Regions from separate parts of the Mus musculus genome. Here all the other regions are linked to region 1. The links are chromatin contacts, called in public Hi-C, HiChIP or PLAC-seq and promoter capture Hi-C maps. All regions are on one chromosome and are shown on one strand. Each heading gives the region's core, a stretch centred on a gene start, on an enhancer-like site or on the middle of the called end of the contact. The rest is flanking DNA. Distances are from core to core; before and after follow the strand shown.

Evidence for each region. Hi-C and Micro-C count contacts between places; a contact is called where the count stands out from the background. HiChIP or PLAC-seq counts read pairs in DNA pulled down with a chosen protein or histone mark. Capture Hi-C pulls out chosen DNA fragments and counts their contacts.
Region 2: a contact with region 1 is called in a Hi-C map of B cells, with 15 read pairs. The contact joins the promoter of Usp19 here to the promoter of Rbm5 in region 1. A contact is called at or near these places in 6 of 39 promoter capture datasets (the C10 cell line, cranial neural crest, embryonic stem cells and 2 more), 2 of 484 Hi-C or Micro-C datasets (B cells and muscle stem cells), 6 of 115 datasets of contacts at active chromatin or transcription factors (astrocytes, bone marrow-derived macrophages, embryonic stem cells and 3 more) and 3 of 9 other capture datasets (adipose tissue, liver and macrophages).
Region 3: a contact with region 1 is called in a promoter capture Hi-C map of adipose tissue. The contact joins the promoter of Ccdc71 here to the promoter of Rbm5 in region 1. A contact is called at or near these places in 3 of 39 promoter capture datasets (cranial neural crest, liver and pre-B cells), 4 of 115 datasets of contacts at active chromatin or transcription factors (astrocytes, bone marrow-derived macrophages, memory CD8 T cells and 1 more) and 1 of 9 other capture datasets (adipose tissue).
Region 4: a contact with region 1 is called in an H3K27ac HiChIP or PLAC-seq map of microglia, with 8 times the contacts expected there. The contact joins the promoter of Usp4 here to the promoter of Rbm5 in region 1. A contact is called at or near these places in 3 of 39 promoter capture datasets (frontonasal cranial neural crest, neural stem cells and pre-B cells), 3 of 484 Hi-C or Micro-C datasets (cortical neurons, neutrophils and spermatogonial stem cells), 11 of 115 datasets of contacts at active chromatin or transcription factors (the 230-238 cell line, astrocytes, bone marrow-derived dendritic cells and 8 more) and 2 of 9 other capture datasets (adipose tissue and liver).

What each region holds. Positions count from the first base shown.
Region 1 is chr9:107,769,434-107,772,542 of GRCm38.p6, reverse strand. It overlaps Rbm5 (RNA binding motif protein 5), which reads left to right and starts at 1,541. Exons shown (of 25, transcript NM_148930.3): 1 at 1,541-1,658; 2 at 2,917-2,982. The coding sequence starts at 2,966.
Region 2 is chr9:108,489,206-108,492,314 of GRCm38.p6, reverse strand. Usp19 (ubiquitin specific peptidase 19) reads right to left here and starts at 1,639. Exons shown (of 27, transcript NM_027804.4): 1 at 1,420-1,639. Lamb2 (laminin, beta 2) reads right to left here. Exons shown (of 33, transcript NM_008483.3): 29 at 2,941-3,109; 30 at 2,721-2,862; 31 at 2,362-2,538; 32 at 2,110-2,269; 33 at 1,785-2,031. The coding sequence ends at 1,895.
Region 3 is chr9:108,458,986-108,462,094 of GRCm38.p6, reverse strand. It overlaps Ccdc71 (coiled-coil domain containing 71), which reads right to left and starts at 1,542. Exons shown (of 2, transcript NM_133744.5): 1 at 1,478-1,542. Gm51295 (predicted gene, 51295) reads right to left here and starts at 3,001; the gene lies at 2,935-3,001. It also overlaps a transcript of Klhdc8b not described here.
Region 4 is chr9:108,346,404-108,349,512 of GRCm38.p6, reverse strand. It overlaps Usp4 (ubiquitin specific peptidase 4 (proto-oncogene)), which reads right to left and starts at 1,682. Exons shown (of 22, transcript NM_011678.2): 1 at 1,495-1,682. The coding sequence starts at 1,595.

The sequences.
Region 1 (3,109 bases), core at 292-2,791:
CAATAATATATTTGCTTTTTTGTGTTGCTTAAATTAGAACAATTTCCATTGTCTTTGGTACATCGACTACCAGATAGCCTAGGATATATAGTCCATCTACTCACAAAAACAATTCTACTCAACAGACAGACACAATTGAGAGGATGCCATTCATCCCTGGATGGAATCTGTCTAGGGATAGGGGAGTAGCTTTTGAGTTTAAAATTGAATTGGCAGCATGGTGGCTCACCTTTAATCCCAGCAACCAGTGAGTGAGTTCTTTATATCACCCTGGCTTTCCTGGAACTCACCTTTTTAGACCAGGCTGGCCTTGAACTCAGAGATCCAATTACCTCTGGGATTATAGGCATGGATCACCACACCCTGCTATAAGTGGTTTCTATGATCTGCAGACAAATGTATATTTTCTGCGGTTAAGTGTGTTATATATACTCAACCATAATTGGGCATATCTTAACATTTACATAATTGTATACTGAGAATACATAGATACAAAAGAAAGATGTTGAGTATGTGTTCCTTCAGCTGTGTTATCAGGCATTTCTAGCCAGTTTCAGTCACCCTAATTCCTGCACACCGTTATTCTTATCAGACTTGTAATCCCAGAAGGAGGTGAAAACTGGAGGGTCAGAAACAGTCCCACACTAAGGAGATGGATCTTGGTCAGTCTACATTGTGAATTCCAGGCTAACCAGAACTATAGAGACCCTTTCTAAAGAAAACAAAAGGGAGGGAAGGGAAGAAAAATTAAAAAAAAAAATGAGGGAAATCTGCTCCCTAATAACTACATATGCAGAGGACAAGTTATGGCAACTGGATGACAATATCTCCACAAAAAGCAGAGAGAGGGGGGGGGGGAACCTCTAGGGTTTTGTCTGTTTTGTTGGATTTTTTTTTTTAATGTGTAGTTGGGTGATGATTTGGTTTGAATTTGGGCTGCTTTGCATTTACTTATTGTTGGTGTATTTGAACACACATCCATGTTTGCCACATCAGAAGACTACTCTCATGCGTGGTTCTCTTTCCATCCTGTGAATTGCAGGGATGGAACTCAGGGTTTTAGGCTTGGCAGTAAGCCTTACCTGATGAGGCTATCTCACAGGCTTGGTTTTATTGTTGTTTTGTTTGCTTGTGGCAGGGTCTTACAACAAAATATCCCTATTGTTCTGGAGTTCATATTCTAGTGCTGGCATGGCTTCTGAAAACAAGCTAGTTCAGTTTCCAGTTTACCGAATTATTAGCTCTGTATGTTTGTAAAACGACTAGGGAAGTAATCCGTAGTATGCCTTCTCTACGAACTGGATTATACGTTTTACAGTGTGTCAAGCGCTGGTAAAGTTCACATCCGGGTTCTCAGAAGCTGAATGGCAGCTTTGTCATGGAGCAGATGAAATACGCAAAAAAATTAACGCAGGGTATAGTGACAGGCTGCCTGGGCGACCACACTTCCCGGCAGCCCTCGCGCAGACCGGCACCCTCGCTGATTGGACGCCTCTGGAGAGGCGGGTAGGATGGGAGGTGGGGGAAGGTCGACGCGCGAGGGACTGTGGGTAGGAGAAGACGGTCGGTGGAGACGCCATTTTGTGGAGCGGCCGAACCTTGTAGGAGGTTCTGGGGCGCAGAGCCGCTACTGCTCCTGCTTTGTTCCCTCTGTGGGGGTGAGTGCGGCTGCCGTCCATTACACCCCAGTGATTTTGCAATTGGTGCTGTCCCTTAAGTCTGCCTGTCAGCCGCCAGAGGTGACCGCTCAGCCGAGTCTTTGAAGAGACTAAACTAAGCAAGCGCTTGAGGGCCGCGCCCCTCCTCGCCTCTGGCTCTGCTGGCTTTCATAGGTTGCCCCCTAGCCCGGTCCTCGACCCGCCTCTTTGGAGTTGTTTGTCTCTTGCTGGGACGTTGTCCCGAATCCCCTGTCGTGCGGAGCTGTGGAGCGCCTGGCAGTCTCTTAAGCCATCATCGCCCTGAGTCTCCAACTGAATCTCGCTGTGCGAAAGGTGGTTGGGAATGGGTGTGGGGAGGGATGGATGGAAGATAAGAAAGATGGACTGAATGCCGGATTCAGTTGCGCCGCCATCTCGGCTGCGATACCCCGCGGAGGTGGGCATGGGCAACCTCCCTGGGAGGTGGGTGCGGGCATCTCGGGCGAAAACAAGGGACAGCCGTAGCCGTTCGACCCCGGAACTTGACCCACTAGATGTCTCTTATTTTTTAAGTCAACGAATGTTTGTTAAGTGCTTGCTTTAAAAGACCAGATTCTAGAAATGGCAGTAACTATAGTTTCTGGGACATCACAGGCATCATAGCTGTGTGATGTTTTATTACGGCCAATCGGCCGGGGAAAGGCTGTGGGTCACTCGGTGGCCTGTTGTCGATCAGGGCTGGTCCAAGACATAGGTGTTATTGATACACAGATATTAAGCCGAGTCAAGGTTTGGTCTTGTCTTACTGAAATAAATTGAGATCAGGCGATGTGTTATATATGTAAATTTCAATCAGATCAGCATTCCAGCTTCTAAGTTTTTGTCAGAAAAATTTGAGATCGTGTTACAATTTTAGTGTTGAATTTTATATTAACGAAGACAGTTGGATGAATGCTTTAATCATTGTCCATCTCAATAAATAGCGTTGCTTTGGTTATGAAAATCAGGAGCTTTTTGCTTTGTAATTGTAGTGGGAGTGTCCAAGGTGTCTAAAGCCTTCACCCTTCTTGAGTTTCTTATTGAATATATGATCTTAATATGTTAAAGTGACCTTCATCTTCCTGCTTCTTAACACAATTATGACTTAGTGTTGACAGCCTCCTTTTCCTTCCTCTTTTTAGTCATTGTTAAGTATTAGCCACAGTTTCTATCCCAGTTTGTAGGGTTCTTGAATTAAGTGATCTCTGAAATTTGCAATTTTTCTCTTTCCCACCCCTAGGGGAAAATTTAAGCCTTTTGAAGCAGTGTGCTAGCTCTTCCGTGAGACGATGGGTTCAGACAAAAGGTGAGTTTCAATACATGACATGCCTTTGATCTCAACAGCTTAGTTGGGACTGAAATATTTGTTTAAAATTGTTTATTCAGCCCTGTGTGGTGATGGCAGCTTACAGGTTTTAATCCCCGCAGAGACA
Region 2 (3,109 bases), core at 390-2,889, 720 kb before region 1:
ATAATTCAAGCAGTGGCAAGTGCTTCAGGCCACGCCTCCTGGGTATCTACAGAAACCCACAACGCTGGAAGGCTGCACTGAGGAAGTGCTAGGTCAAGGCAGTTGTGGCCTGGGACCAGGATCATCCTCTGGATGAGAGCCATGGCTCCAACCCACAGGTCTGCACTCTGAGCAGCCTGCTCTGCTTCCTTCACTCTCGCCGGCTGCTTAGTCACCGCCAGACAAGTAGAGAGTGAAGGAGTCAGGCAGCAGAGAGGGAGACCAAGGAATAGTCAGAGCAGCAGAAGGGCAGACTCTGAAGCTGAAAACGGCCCCAGGTGCTGCCACTAACCAGAAAGGCTCTGGTACTAAAGCATCTAGTCTGCTTCCTGCCGGCTCCTATTTTTTGCCATAAACCAGCTCCTGAAACTTGATCTTTTGTTTCCACCTAAAGAAGGATCGATCTCTCTCTCCTCAGCCTTAAAGATTAGGAGTGGAGGCGGGTGGTGGTGGCGCACGCCTTTAATCCCAGCACTTGGGAGGCAGAGGCAGGCGGATTTTCTGAGTTCGAGGCCAGCCTGGTCTACAGAGTGAGTTCCAGGACAGCCAGGGCTACACAGAGAAACCCTGTCTCGAAAAAAAAAAAAATGAGGAGTGGACTCCAGTTTTAAGACACGGTGATAGGCTTAACAACGAAACAGACATCACCCCTGTCTCCAGGTTCCTTCCTTCATCATCAGCTCTGAGCCACGGAGGCCTGATCTGTTTCCCACCTGTGTGTGGATTCGGGCTCCCTCCATCCAAAGTGAAGTTCTCAAAACTAGTGAGGGTGGAGATGGAACGTAGACCTAGTACTAGCCCTGGCAGCCTCAAGCCCGGCTTGCGAGACGAAGGAGATTGAACTGTAGCCTGTGTTCCCTTAGGGGAGAGTGGGGTGATAAAAATACCCTTGGACGATAAGAGTGATGAGCGGAATCTTTAGTGACAGTCCGTCCAGGCCTCTGGGCAGAGCACCCGCCGTTTCCTCCTTACACCGAGGCCCGATTCACAGCCGGAATCCCTCCCCCATGCTCTGAAAGCCGTCGAAGCGGCAGAGAAACTATCCGGAGATCCCAGCTGGTTAGAGAAGCTGCGCAGAGTTACTGAACGCAGACCAACGCCCCGGCTAGGATGCTGCCCTCCTCCAGCCTCCGAATCCCAGGCCTGCCACCACCTCCTCCAGGAAGCCACCCTCGCTCGCCGCTAATCCTCTTAAAAACAGAGAGGCCGGCCACAGGGGTAGCATAACGGCTCGGTCGGCATCGGTAGGCCGAGCACGCCGCGAGGCTCGAGATGTCGGGGCTGGCACGGCCCGTGACCTTGAACAGGCCCGCCCCGGGCCAACCTTGCGGCCTTCCCCCGCTGCGGCCAAACCGGCGACTTGAGGCCCACACCACTCACCGAGCGAGACCGCCGCCACCAGCCCTCTTCGGGCCCTGGCAACACGCTCTCGATTCCGGTTCCGGCGTCGGGTCGGTTCCGGTTCCGGCGCGCCCCTCCCCCGTCCCGGCTCCTCCGCCACCGCCGCCTTCGCCGCTGCTTCAGCCGCTTGTTTTGTTTCGACTTCTAGCTACGGCTACGGGAGGCGGGGTGCCGAGCTGATGACGCACTTCCGGCAAGAGTGGGAGCTCTTGGTGAAGGGCAGCTTTGGGGAGGGCGGGAAAGGAAGAGGAGGGGTTCCGGTGCTCGGCCTCTGCTGGTAGCCTACAGCTGATGGCGTGTATAAAGGTCCTCCGCCCCTCCCATCAAAGGCCAGACAACACAGAGGAGGTTCACACAGGTTTATTGAAAGCTCTTGCTAGCCAGGAGCTCTTTAATGTGCGGACGATCGTGTGCAGAACAGTGCTTGGCGACAAGGCTAGGCCCTAGGGAGTGGTCACTGGCAGGTGTTGTAGATCTGGACCTGCAAGTTGATGGCCTGGAGCACACTGCGCATCCTGGCTTCCAGCCCATCCAGCTGGGCCGCTTTGCCCTCCAGTGCACGCTCGTTCTCCTCATATGTGCCCTCCAGCTCTAGAAGGGTCAAGAAATAGTTCAAGTCTTTTCTCACGCAAGCCCACCTTTCTAGCTCCCGCCCACCATGGTCCTCACCCTGTAGCCGCTGCAGCTTATCCTGAGCGGCCTGCAACAGGTCCCGAGCCTCATCCCGCAGTTGTTCTGCCCTGGCTTGTGCAGCCAGAACACCTTCAGCCTTCCGCTCTGCCAACGCCCTCACTGTTTGGTATTGGTCACCTACTTGTTCCCGTAGTTGCTGCAGATGTAAGAGGCAGGGTCGGTATACTAATTCAGTGGAATTCTAACTATAATACCCCTACCCCATCCAGAGGGCTTCGCCCAACCCACTTTCTCAGCCTCCCTGGCACGGCTCTGGGCACTGCCTGCTGTTTCTTCCGCTGTAGATGCTGCCAGGCTATTTCCTGCCCGTTTCAGTTTCAGGGCCTCCAGGAGGGCGTCTAATTGCCGAGCCCGCTCACCGGCAGAGTTCAGAGACTTCTCTGCACCTGCCATCCTCTCCTGGACCTGCCACAGAAAGGCCCAGGTTTAACAAATCCACCTTTAGTACCAGCAACTGAGAAGGAGAAGCAAGTTGATCTCTGTAACTTCCAGGCTGCCCAGGGCTACACAGTAAGACCTCCCTGTCCCAGACAAAGCAAGCCAGATCCTTAGTACATGCCCATCACCTCGTCCTAAGGAAGTCATACCCGCTGCAGGGTCTGCTCTGTGTTTTGTGTGTCAACCACTGCTCCCCAGATGGCACCCTGAGCAGCTCCTTGTGCCCTCTGAGCCTCCTCCAGTGCCGCTTGGACTGTCTCTGCCTTCTGTCTCTCACCCTCGGCCCGGCTCCTGAGGAAGAGGGGAGATCAGGGTCTACAGGTATCAGGACCAGGTTTCAGGAATGGGGACCAGGCTTGGGGGTCAGACCGTGCCCGGTGCGCATCTTGCAGTAGCTGTTCAGCCCGACGCACGTCGCCCATGGTATGGGCCAGGATTGTGTCCACGTCGGCCAGGCTTCGGACGCGTTCTGCAATCTCACTGGCTAGGCGCTGGATCTGCTCGGGTGAGGCCGGGATGGAGATGTCTAGCACCCGAG
Region 3 (3,109 bases), core at 293-2,792, 690 kb before region 1:
GGAAGCAGTAACATCTACCTATCTGTCTGCGTGCCAACCAAAAAAGGAGCAGGTACAAATGGAGCAAAAAGGGTAGCAACTCCTGCAGAGGCTATCAAGTAAAGAAGAGTACGGACCATATGGATGAAGGCCAGGCTGTAGCTGAGGAAGACAGACTAAGGCCTTTGAACATAGGCCCAAAGACCCAGACTTACACCACCTGATGTCCACCCCACCACTGTTCATCCAACTGCCAACGTTCCAGTGCAGGGGGTGGCTCATCTCCTTACCAGAGTCTATAGACAGGATACTCAGTGACCTGATTCCTAGCTCTAGTCTTGGAGTTCAAACCCAATATAAGACACAGACCCGCCCAAAAAAAAAAGACAGTTGCAAACATCTCTAAGGCAAGCAAGAGACCAGGCAACGAGACCAAGGAGTTCAAGGTTTGACGACAAAGGACAGGGAAAGATTCCAACTAGGAAGGTAGGCCAAGCCGTAGCGCTTAAAAGGCAACAGACCTTAGATGTTAGTGGTCCCAACAGATGCAGCTGTCTGGGACCACTCAAATCGTCCTATGCTTCCTTAAGGAAGCCATGGCTGTCACTCAGAAGTTACACCCAGCACTCCAACGCAGCATCTGAGGGCTTCCCGAGTCAAAAGGTAAATTCCCCAGCTGCACCGGAGCGTTAAAAGATCAGCTGGGATGAGACAGGTCCCTGGAGTCTAGGAGCCCGTCTGTGCCGCCGCTCTGCACAGCTCTAATGAAGCAGACACACAGTCCTCAGACTCCCCGGAGAAAGTGCCCTGGGGCTCTTTGTTTGGAAACATTCTTGGATCCTCAGGTGTCTGAGGCACTTCCCCTCCCCAGAGGATGCTCTTCAAGTACAATCCAAGTTAATGCTTTCATTTATTTATTTATTTATTTATTTATGTTTTGAATGGGTGGGCTATGAACTGTAGGACAGAGGGGGACGACCTACCTCCCACCCCAAACCTCCGGCGCTCATATTACGGGGCGGGGACCAAGGGGCTCTTTGCCTAGGTCATTCTGAGCCCATGGGAGGGAGGGTGCTTCTTGGCTCTCAAGAAGCTTTGTAAACAGAGGCTGCAGCCAGGCTGACTTTTGCCTTCACACATTCCTTTGGGGCCAGCACAGGAAGTTGACAGAAGACTGGGGGCGGGCATACTAATCGGGCGGACTGGGATCAGGGGCAGATCGGGGCCCTCAGGCGGGGAGACCGAGGCCCCGGGGCCTGAACGGCGACGGGGAGTCGGGGTTACGGCGGCGGCGAAATGTGTAAGGTGGGCAGTGGTCGCCCGACAGGATCCTCAGAACCCCCAGGGTGGGGTCCTGGGTAGGGGTGGGGTGTCTCGGCCAAGCCCTGGGAAAATGAGGATCCCGGAAGGGCCGGCCACCCAGTCCCTTCGCCCTGCCGCCCTGTGGCCTCATGGGCAGCCACTCCGCACCACCGCTAGGCCCGCGGCTCCAACCTACCGGCGCCGCCGCGGGGACCCAGGACGCACCTCTGCGCCGCCTCCGCCGCTCCAACATGGCCGCCTGCTGCGCGCCGGAAGTACACCGTGCTTCCGCTTCCGGGATCTAGCCCGCCTGGTGACCCTTGACCCCTAGAACTCTCCCCTCCCCCCCCAAGTCTGGGGGCGGAGCAGGTTGAGTACTTCGGAGGGCTGCCTGGAGGGGGTGGCCTCGGAGGTGACAAGTCCAAACCTATCTGATCCAGTATGGGAGCCTGTGCACATAGAAGGCAAAAGTCACAGGATCCCAGTCAGGATTGGACTAAGGACCACTTTTCTAAAATGTCCTGGTAATATAGGAGTCAAAGTGACTCCTGGCAAGCTCTATGCTATTCTACACCCCAGGACCTTACTCTTTCTCTGGCACCTGATCAGAAGAGAGTGTGCCTGACAGGGATTATCTCAGGAAAGTCCCCTTGTTTCACCACACAAGTACTTCCTGAAAGAGTAGCAGGCGCTCCTCTCCTGAGAATGGGCTTAACCCTGGCACACTGCATGAAAAGCTGGTATATACATGTAGGCACAAGTAATACACAGCAGCCTGGGGCTGTAGATGGCCAGTCTGTAAGTCACAGTACATCAATGTGGGCCTGAATATACTTGCTCAGGTATGTATACACAGTGGAGTGCCAAGATCTGGCTCAGCCAAAGCACCTCGAATGGCACAAAGTAACACTTTTCAGTCGTTACAGTGCCCAGAATCCGTTGGCTCTGTTGGCAAAGAGATTGCAAACTCAGTCCTACCTATGTCCTGTAGACAACACAAGATGGTTAGTTACAGAGCCCTCTCCTCAGCAGTATTTGAGGACACAGGTTAAAACTAACTCTAGGAATCTGAGACCTCAGATGAACAGTCAGCATATTTTCCAAACCTTGTCCTTTTTGGAGACAGTGTATCCCTACATAGCCCTGGATTCCTGGGATCAAAGGTGGCATGTGCTGCCATGCCTGGCTTCACAGCTTTAAGGAAAGGACCCCCTTGTCAGATGCTTCCTAGTCCAGTTTAGGAGGCATCAGGAAAGCTTTGGTTTCATGGATGAGGGAGTGAAGGCATCTGGACCTGTCTAAGAGTTTGGGGTAGGTAGACAAGGGTGTTTGAAGTGCTTCATGTGGGAGCTGGATACTAGCCTTCTTCCTCTTTTGTACGACTGAAAGATCCTTAGCTGTTCTGTGTTTCCCAGCCTATGTAGAGGGATCTGTCATCTTTAAAGATAAGTATCAACCACCCATCAATACCCAAGGCCTCACTTGATGCCTGTTTACTTCTCAGAGCTTTGGCACCGACAGGAGACTCCTGACAGTTTCTGGGTAGCCAAGTACCCAAGAGGAACCACAAAATCTGCGGGCAGTCTGGGGTCAGTACCTCCAGTCATTTCTCTTGGTAGAGAAAAAGGGCCTTATGGACCTACACCAGGATGAGCCATAACTATGCAAACAGAAGCCACTTCTGCCAAGAGGCAGAGCTTGGTGCCTTCCAGGCATAGTAGCAGGCCAGATGTGCTCTAGCAGGCCAAATGTGCCCTAGAAGGAGATTCCTCTCTTGCATTATCAAACCCAGAGGTCAGAGCAAAATGGAGGACAAGAAGGCTGGGTC
Region 4 (3,109 bases), core at 433-2,932, 580 kb before region 1:
GATGTGTGCCACCGCTCCTGGGCTGAGTTTTTCTTTTTAATTATGCTTTGGTTATGTGCCTGAGTTTGAGCATGACTCCCAGTGCCCACGGAGGTCAGGGGAGTTGCTATCCCTGGAGCTGGAGCTTGAGTTACAGATGGCAGGGAGGCACCAAACCCGAGTGCTGGGCCTCAGACTCAGGCACTGCAAGAATAATCTAAGTTCTCAGATGCTGAGCAGTCTCACCAGCCCATGAGCAATCATTTCAAATGGACTCTTTCTACAAGTAAAACTATGTTACTAAGTTATTAATCACATTACCCACCACCATTTTTTTTTTTTTTTTGAGACAAGGCTTTTACTATGTCACTGAGGTTGGCCCTGAAATTTGGCAGCAATACTCCTCCAGGACTAAGACTACAGGCATGAGCATCCAGACCAACCTGAATATTCTTTCTGTGTCATCCCTTTGCAGAATTTCTAAAGTACCTCTCTCTATTTGTCTGGCCTTTCACTGGCTCAATTTAAACACCATAAACTACACCTAGACCACACCCCAAACACATAAGTTCTGTTCTCTTTTTCAGTCCTCATATTGGTCATAATCAATGAGAAACCTACCCTATTATTTGACTCCTACACAGCAGCACCACCCAGGCATTTCTCCCCGACTGGGGAGTACAATCCCTTCTAGTTAACAATCTCTTAAGAGGCCTCATATTTGAATCTGCTCTAGTAAACCTGGAACTTTTTTTTTGGGGGGGGGGTGCTGCTCACTGTATGAGACCAGCCCTGAACCTACAGCAATCCTACAGCCTCTGCTCCTGCAAACCAATAAAGCATATGCCAGCGTGCCTGGCAAAGTCTTGTAACTTTCGATCTTCTATTTTGCTCCAGGAGTCAAGCTCCCCTCCCTTCCCCTCCCCTCCCACTCTTACATCTAACTACTGCTACAATTGTCCCGGACCATCTGACAACTGGCTTCTAGTTTTTGGCTTTGAATCCTGTCCCACGGTTTACAAGTTACAAAGTATCACAGTTTACAAGTTACAAAGTATCCACTTCGGATCCTCTCTCCACGCCAGGAGCGTCCTAAGCCACAAATTGCTACCGAGGTTTTAATTGTTAAGGATCGGAGGTGTGTAAGGGGTGGAAACTTCCCCCACCAAGGTCACCATCAAGCGCCCAAGTCTTCGGTGGTTAAGTGCTTTCCCCCACCTTCCCGCTCCCGCCGACCCCAGCGCGCCCCCTTTTCTATATTCTACACCCCCTGTCCCCGCCGGTCCAAGACTACTGTGAATCCGAATGGACCGGGACAAACCCCACGCCTGTCAGCGCTGTCCCCCAGCTGATCCCGGGGTTTCTTTCATCAGCGGCCGCTGTCAAGCCACTCTTTCAGACTCCAGGCACCGCCCCCGGCCCGCCTCCACCTAAAACTGAGGACAGAGGTCCGGCCTGAGGGCCAGCGAGCCGGCTAGACGCTCTGCGCCGCAGGAGGGCAGGGCGGACGCTCACCACTGCGCCCCACGTTGGAGCGTGGTCCCCATCAAGGCTCCGAGCTCCGTCTTCTGGGTCTCCACATCCGGTCGCTCACGGCTGCCCCGGCCTTCCGCCATCTCGTCCGCCGCCCCGGCCCAGCCGGCCCGGACATCCGCCTAGCGCACGGCGTGCTATGGGCCGCGCCCACGCACGCACGTAACCACGCACGTGCGCGCGCCCGGCACCGCCGTCGACTTTCGCCTCTTCTCCCCGCCCCCACGCGCTGTTAACCCCCCCCCGCCCCCTCCGGAGCCGAAGCGGACAGAAGCAGGCTGGACGCCCAGAGGCGGCGGCCACATCCACCCGTGTCTGAGCGGCTCCTGCGATCTGACTGCTGGCCCGCCCTCGACCCATCAGTCACTCGCTCCATCCTGGCCTGTGAGGTTAGCCTGATGCTAAATCCGTGCAGGAGGAGCCTGCCGCTTGCTTTTCTTGTTTCCACTCGGTTCCATGCGGCTTTCAGCAAGACTGCCTAAATGCGAGATTGAATTTACTGCCTCGGCAGCCCCTGTAGCCAAGTGCACACGGACGCATTGAGATCTGGACTGTCCGGTGTGGTCCAGCCATTAATAGTTGTTTCAAACAAGGGCCGGCGCGATGGCTACGTGGGTGACAACTGGGTTTGATCCCCAGAACCCGTGTAAAAGTGGAAAAAGAAAACTGACTCTTTAAAGTTGTCCTTTGTTCTCGACACAGACACTGTGGCACGCGTTCGCCAAACAGGCACACAATAGTGAAATTTGTTGTTTGTTTGGGACAGGTTTCTTCTAGCTGCTGTCCTGGAGCTGTTTATGTAATCTAGGCTAGTCTCGAATTTAGGCCCATTTGCCCTTTTCTCCAGAGTGCTGGGATTAAAAGCATACATCACCACACCTGCAAAAAACAAAAATAAAGTCATAAATAGACGCAAAAAACAAAGTTGTCTTAAACAACTTTGTATCCTGTCAGCCATCCAGGTCAAGGAGAGAGTAGCAACCACCGAAGCCGACAGAGGTCCAGGCATCTTAATTTTTTCCTGAAACAATGATTCCGTTTTCTTCCGGGCGGTGATGGCACAGGCTTTTAACCCAGCACTCAGGAGGCAGAGGTAGGCAGATCTCTGAATTCGAAGCCAGCCTGGTCTACAGAGAGAATTTTAGGACAACCAAGGCTACAAGAAACCCTGTCTTGAGGAGAAGAAGAAGAAGAAGAAGAAGAAGGAGAAGGAGGAGAAGGAGGAGGAGAAGGAGGAGAAGAAGGAGGAGGAGGAGAAGAAGGAAAAGGAGAAGGAGAAGGAGAAAAGGAGAAGGAGGAGGAGGAGGAGGAGGAGGAGGAGGAGGAGGAGGAGGAGGAGGAGAAGGAGAAGGAGAAGGAGAAGGAGAAGGAGAAGGAGAAGGAGAAGAAGAAGAAGAAGAAGAAGAAGAAGAAGAAGAAGAAGAAGAAGAAGAAAAAGAAAAGATTGCAAGTCTTGAAAATCTTGCTCTGGAACAGGTTTAAAAGCATGGTAGAAAGCCATCTGTGGAGATGCCCGGGCAACTGGTGAGCTTTTGCTTTTCAGGCAAATCCTGTTTTGTTTCGGTTTTTTTTTTTTCGAGACAGGGTTTCTCTGTGT